2 separate regions of the Sus scrofa genome follow, and region 2 is linked to region 1. A link is a contact called in public Hi-C data. All regions are on one chromosome and are shown on one strand. The core of a region is the stretch at or near the end of the contact, and the rest is flanking DNA. Distances in the headings are between cores, read along the strand shown. Region 1 holds the start of THBD (thrombomodulin). Region 2 has its middle 48 kb from the start of NXT1.

Region 1 (2,930 bases), core at 116-2,615:
GCTGTCCTGCTTGTTGGGGTCGCAGTCGGCAGGGCACGAAGTCTGGTTGCAGAACATCTGGCACCTGTGCGGGGCGTGGGGGACGGGCGCGAAGCCCTCCGCGCAGACGCAGCGGTAGCCAGTACGGCCCACCACCTGGCACTCGTACTCGCAGTCCGTGCCGAAGCATGGGTCCACGGGCTCTACGCACTCGCCGTCCACGAGCTCGTAGTTGGGCAAGCAGTGGCACTGGAACCCGCCCTGTGTGTTGACACAGCTCTGCGGGCACGGACTGGGCACCTCTGCGCAGTCGTCCACGTCCTCGCACCGATGCCCATCGGCAGCCAGCCGGTAGCCCGCCTCGCAAAAGCATGTGTAGTTGGTGGGCGCGTCCAAGGGGTCGTGGAAGCAGATATGCTCGCAGAGTCGGTGGCACGGGTGCTCCGCCGGCGCCTCGCAAGAACGCCCATCCTCCTGCAGGGCGGCGTCGGCGGGGCAGAGGCAGCGCGACTCCCCCGCGCTCCCGTTGCACGCGTGCTGGCAGCCGCCGTTCTCAACGCCGCAGGCCCAGGCACCCGGCGCCTCCCGGACCCAGCGCGCCTGGGCCTCCCCGGGCCACACCGCGCACTCCAGCTCCACCCCAAGGGGCGTCACCGCGACCGAGCTGCCCACCGGCAGCGCCTGGAAGTCCGCGCCACGGGCCCCGAACGGAGTGCTGTAGGTGATGGAGAAGCTGGCTGCCTCCGCGGCGTCGGACTTCACAGCCAGCGGCTGGCAGGAGGCGGGGAAGTGGAACTCGCAGAGGAAGCCGTCTGCCTCCGCTTCGCACTGCTGCTCCTCCCAGGCTGGCTCTCCCGGTACAGGGGCCCCTGCCGCCGAGACCGCGACGCACAGCGTACCGCAGATGGGCTCCTCGTCGCCCTGTGGCCGCGCCCACATGCTGTAGCTGGTGTGGTTGTCCCCTGTAACCCACTGGAAGCCGCGCAAGGCTCCGCGGTGCCGCGGCTCGACGCAATCGCGCGGGAGCTGCAGGCCTATCCAGAGGCGCGGGCCATCGCCTTCGCCGCTCAGTAGCAGGGAGATGACCTCTGCTGCCACCGAGGAGCGCACGGTCATCAAGTGGCCCTGTAGATGCTCGCAAGCCTGGCTGGCAGCGAGGAAGGTCGCGGGGCCCCGGAAGAGCGCAAAGCAGTCATGCTCGACGCACTGGCTGCCTAGGGGCTGCGCTTCAGGGAGCACGGGGAACCCGAGGCCGGCGGGGGCCAGTACTCCAAGGAGCAGAACGCGGAGCATGGTGTCAGCACGCCAAGCGCAGGGGCCCGGCCGGGGCTGAGAGGCGCAGGGAGCTGCCAGTGACAGTCGCTCGCGTTGGTCTCGGACCAGATGTGTCCGGCCGCCGCGCGCAGCCCCAGCGAGGCAGCCTCTGACAGGCCGGCGGGTCCGGCCCGAGTTTATAAGTGCGCGGCCCCCCTCCCTGGACGTTCGGGAAAAGGAAGGAAGTGCCTGGTGGGAAGGGCTGATGCTGCATTCTCGGATTACTGGGTTCTCCGGACGCCCTGCGCCCGCCCTCGCGCCCGGGATCACCTCTCCGGGATGAGTAAACTGGGCGCCGGCTGGGAGGGCTCCGGGCGGGGCCGGCAGCGCAGGCGCCCGGGAGAACCGCACCTCTGTCTGCCCGGCGACGGGACCGCCCGGCCACTCGACCCCCTCGCGCGCAGCCCTACCGGGGCCGTAATCCTCAGCCCTCTTTAACCTCTTAGTCTTTGTTTTCCGTCATCGGTGTGTACTTACCACCTATTTCAAGGAACTCTGGGAAGAGGGAGTCAAGGAGGAAGGCTTGAGATGAAGGGTGGGGACTTAGCCCAGGGCCTCGGGAGGAGGTGCCCGCTGCTCAGAGGGTTTAGGAGAAGGGCTGCTAGGGGCAAGGAGAGAGGGGCAAGGAGAGAGAGCCAGACCGCCTCCGCCGGGGCACGGAGCTCTGGAGACTGGCGCTTGGAAAGGAGGGCGTGTCTGGGGCGACCACGAGCAAAGGAGGATCCTCCCACCCCCAGGTGGGACCCGGGAGTCCCTGAGCGCGACCTGCCACAACCAGACTTCATCTGGTGGGCAAGTCATGGGGATGCTCTCAGGGCTGCAAGGTCACCCTTCAGCAGTGGTGACATGCGAATTTCTGCAGCCCGGTAGGGGTGGGCGTATTTGGGGAGCAAGTTGGCCTGTTTGGTCTGAGTTCATCCAGCCTTGCAGAGGGACAGTCCATCTCCACCCCTGAAGGGACGGATGGGGTGCCCTGGCGAGGCGAGGGGCTCCAAGCAGGTCACATTCCCATCTTTTAAGGGGGAGAAACCAGATTGAGACAGGAATGTGCAAATGCACTTGTGCAGCAAAGGACACCGAAGAGGGGCGGTCCCTGTGCATGAGCGCTGGAAGGAGGTGGCAGGAATCTGTCACTTTCACAGCCTTATCCGCTTACTCAGGCTCCAGGAATGCGAAAGGGTGGGCCCAAAACCGAACGGAGTGTGGCAACCTTTTTTTTTTTTTAACACCCTGTGCCATCCTCTGCTCAGCGACATGCCGGGTGGCGGCGCTGTTGAACTCTTAACGAAGCCAAAGATGTGGGAGATCTCCAGCCTTGTTGGGCTGAAAGGGTTAGGGGTGCGGGGAGGAGGAGGCCTCTGAGGGCAGGACACGCAGATCCCCCATCTTACCCTGGGGTCGGGCCCCCACTTCCAACAGAGCCCAGACCTGGAGAAACAGGAGAGCGTGGCGGCCTCACAAGTAAAGACAGGCACCTGCTGGCAGCTGAGGACTGTACTGACCGCAGTGACCTTGGGGCAGGGTGGGGCGGCGATAAGCCACAAGTGAAAGGGGGAGGAACTGGGGTCCCTTTATACTCCTCAATGCCGGCCTGCTGACTCAGAGCCTCCTGAATCCCACTGCCCCCGTGCCCCACA
Region 2 (2,930 bases), core at 125-2,624, 67 kb after region 1:
TGCCGAGGCTCCCGGGCTTTCTCACAGGCCTCAGGCCTGGGCATTGGGACCTTCCCGTGTCTCTGCTCTGAAATTCACGTGGGAGGCAGGGCCACCCCTGCCTTCTGCCGCTTCCCCTGGCAGGTAGGGGAGGACAGAAGATGATCCGGGAGATGCAGAAGCTCAAGGCTCCAGACTCCCTGGGCTGTGAGCAGGGAGCTACCACCAACCCGTCCCCCAACCTGGCTTTCACAGTCGGGGACTTACCCTCTGTTCAGATGACAGGGATCCGACAGTAGGTGACACAGGGGCAAACCCCTACGATGGTGCGTTTGGACCTTCTTAAGCAATGTGAGCACGAGGCCCCGAGGACATCCTCCCGCAATGCCCAGGACAAGATGGAGGCGCCCCCGTCTCTCTTCGGCAGCCATTTCCCCTAATAAAATCAGTGCTCCGAGTCTGAATGAGGCATCTGTTTGACCTCCACTGGGCTGAGGCGCGACAGGAGCCCCATAAACAGGCCCCAGACGTCCTTACACCCTCCAGCGTGGGGCTCAGGGCCAGGGCAGAGAAACAGAGCACCAGACGTGCCATCACAGTGAAAACTAAGAGAAGGAGCTTTCTGGAGGGGGCCTGGCTGCACTGGGATTGAGGGGGAGCGGAAGAAAAGTCAATATAGGCTGAGAAGGGCGGAAGCGAGGCCAGGCCGTCCTGCTGAGGGGACAACTGGCACAGAGGTGTTACCCTGGCGGGAGGAGGGTTTAACTTTCTGGAGGCATTTATCCTCCTGGAGGAGGGGGTCTCAGGGAGCAGCCCTCAGCCCCTGGAGCAGGTAGGATCCCACTTTTCCTCTTTTGCAGCACCATTTCGGCCTTCCTCATTCCTCAGGTTTGTCATTGGGGTAATGGATACAGTTGCATGTTGACCGTCCATCTCCCCCTCCAGGCAGCGCAGCCTTAACGTTTCGGATCAGCCAGTGCCCGGTAATGAGGCCAGGGGCAGGTCAGACCATTCTCCACGGCGCCTGTCAACCTAGACGTGACACACGTGGGCGGAAGCCTCCCCACCCACCCCACCCCCGCGGACACCGAGAGGAGGTCCAGTCCCCCCTTGATGCTCCCGGCCAACGTCCCAAGTAGACCCAAATTCCAGATGGGTCCTGGTCTGTTCCTGGGACAGAGGGCCTGGGCCAGAATGAATGGCAGAGGCAGGCAGCGGCAGGGGGAGCTCTGCTTGGGGCCCCCTTCGGGGAGGGATCCACTGCTGTGAATTCCCTGGGGGCCCCATGCAACCTGCCACCTCCTTCTCTGTGACTCCCAGGGCCCAGGAGGGTGAAGACAGAGCAGCAAAGGCCCTGGGAGGCTGCTCGGGGCCTGAATCCCAGAGGCAGGGGACCGTGCCCTCTGCTGGCCGGGCCTTGCTGAGCAGGGTAACCGCGCGGGAGTGTGGAGCTTTCTGTAGGAGCCTCAGAAAGGCGGAGGAGGAGGTGGCTGGGCTCTCGGGCAGGCACCCCCTGCGCAGGGCCAGGGCGGGGTGGCTGGACAGCCGGCCACACGTGGGCTCACAGCTCACATCCCTTGTCTTTTCAGTCTGGAATCGCCTCACTCACAAGCCTCAAAGGAGAAGTGACATTGATCCTTTATGACCAAACCACTGACCCTTTCCCAAAATAGCGTGACCCAGCCAGTCTGACCCTCCATATAGACGGCAGTTTCCCAAGTCTATCCAGCCTTCAAGGATCAAGGCTGAGCCCAGAGTGGACGCTCAAAAGAAGACGCAAACCTGGCTCCAAAGAGGCTCCAGAAGCTCAGTGATTGCCCCCAGCCCCCGAGGACAGCTATGCAGGGAAGGCAGTGACCCTGCCCAGGGCCCCAGGCCCCCGTTCAAGTTCACGGGGAGCTGAAAGCTGTCTCTGTCAGAAAGAGCCCCGGGGCAGCAGGAGGTGTCCTGCCCAGCATGGGGACAGACAGACCTGCAGGGGTGGTTCAGGTGGGGAGGCCAGTCAGTGAGCATCTTCTGATCTGACGGAACATAAGAATCTGCCGTTTGTCACCTGGGGTGCTGGGGTGCAGAGCAGACAGCCCTCATGCGGCGGGGGAGGGGGAGGGAAGAGCCGGGAAGGCAGATCCGCACCTGCAGACCCCTGGGAGCCTCAGAGATGACACCTGTGTCACATTTATGTTTCAGCAGTCTTGGCAACACTCTGGGGCTCCGAGGACAAAGACGTGAAAACTTCTCATCAGATATACTTTGCTGTACGCCTGAAATTAACGCAACTCTGTAAGTCAACTACATTCCAAGAGAACAAAACAAAACCAAAAAAACTCATCAGAGCCAGCCTGCAGGGCCCTCCCACTCAAGGATGGGGCTACGTTATCTGGCCTTCAGGGGCCTGGTGCTACAGCTCTGTCACACCATTGACATTGACACCCAAGGTCGGGACCGGCAGCTGCCAGCCTGTGCACCACGACAGGCCGACAAGCAACACTAAGCCGCGCACTTGAACAAGACGGCTGAGGAAGAGGCTGGCGTCCAGGCGCCTGCTGTTTCCTGAAGACCCACAAGTCTGTGTTTAATATGTTGGAGAACAATGTCTGGAAATTGCACTTGACTTGCTCAAAGGTACTTACACTTTTAAACTTCACAGTGTGGAAAATTTTGTTCATCTACCTCAGATGCTGGGCCGGGGGCTGTGGCTGTTTCATCTCTGGACGCACAGACAGCTTTGAGAATCGGAGGCCACGTTTGCCCAGGGACTAAGGGCTGGGGCCAAGGTGGGTGCCAGGGTGGAGACACGGAGACAAAGTCCCTGCGCTGGAGGGCCTGTGCCCTGGGGGGACACAGATATCACACCAGCAGCTCACCAGGAAGAGGCCCTGGTCCCGTGCCCGCAACCCAGCAGGGCTGTGTGACGGTGGCTGGGTGGCCACCTCCAAGGCAGGAGGCCAGGA

What was found. A called contact is a pair of places that touch in the nucleus more often than the background predicts.
Region 2: a Hi-C map of omental adipose tissue shows a contact between it and region 1, with 1.8 times the contacts expected there. The contact joins the enhancer-like site here to the promoter of THBD in region 1. A contact is called at or near these places in 3 of 5 promoter capture datasets (fetal liver and liver), 20 of 47 Hi-C or Micro-C datasets (alveolar macrophages, blood, brain and 12 more) and 2 of 2 datasets of contacts at active chromatin or transcription factors (alveolar macrophages and skeletal muscle).

What each region holds. Positions count from the first base shown.
Region 1 is chr17:30,222,134-30,225,063 of Sscrofa11.1, forward strand. THBD (thrombomodulin) reads right to left here and starts at 1,366. Exons shown (of 1, transcript NM_001130732.1): 1 at 1-1,366. The coding sequence starts at 1,272.
Region 2 is chr17:30,289,362-30,292,291 of Sscrofa11.1, forward strand. No RefSeq gene overlaps it. Among named protein-coding and RNA genes, the nearest start is that of NXT1, 48 kb to the right of the region's middle. Within about 2 kb of position 1,375, at least 13 of the 83 cell types and tissues checked have an H3K27ac peak or open chromatin away from gene starts, as enhancers often do. A contact at or near this core is called in fetal liver and omental adipose tissue, where this site is marked.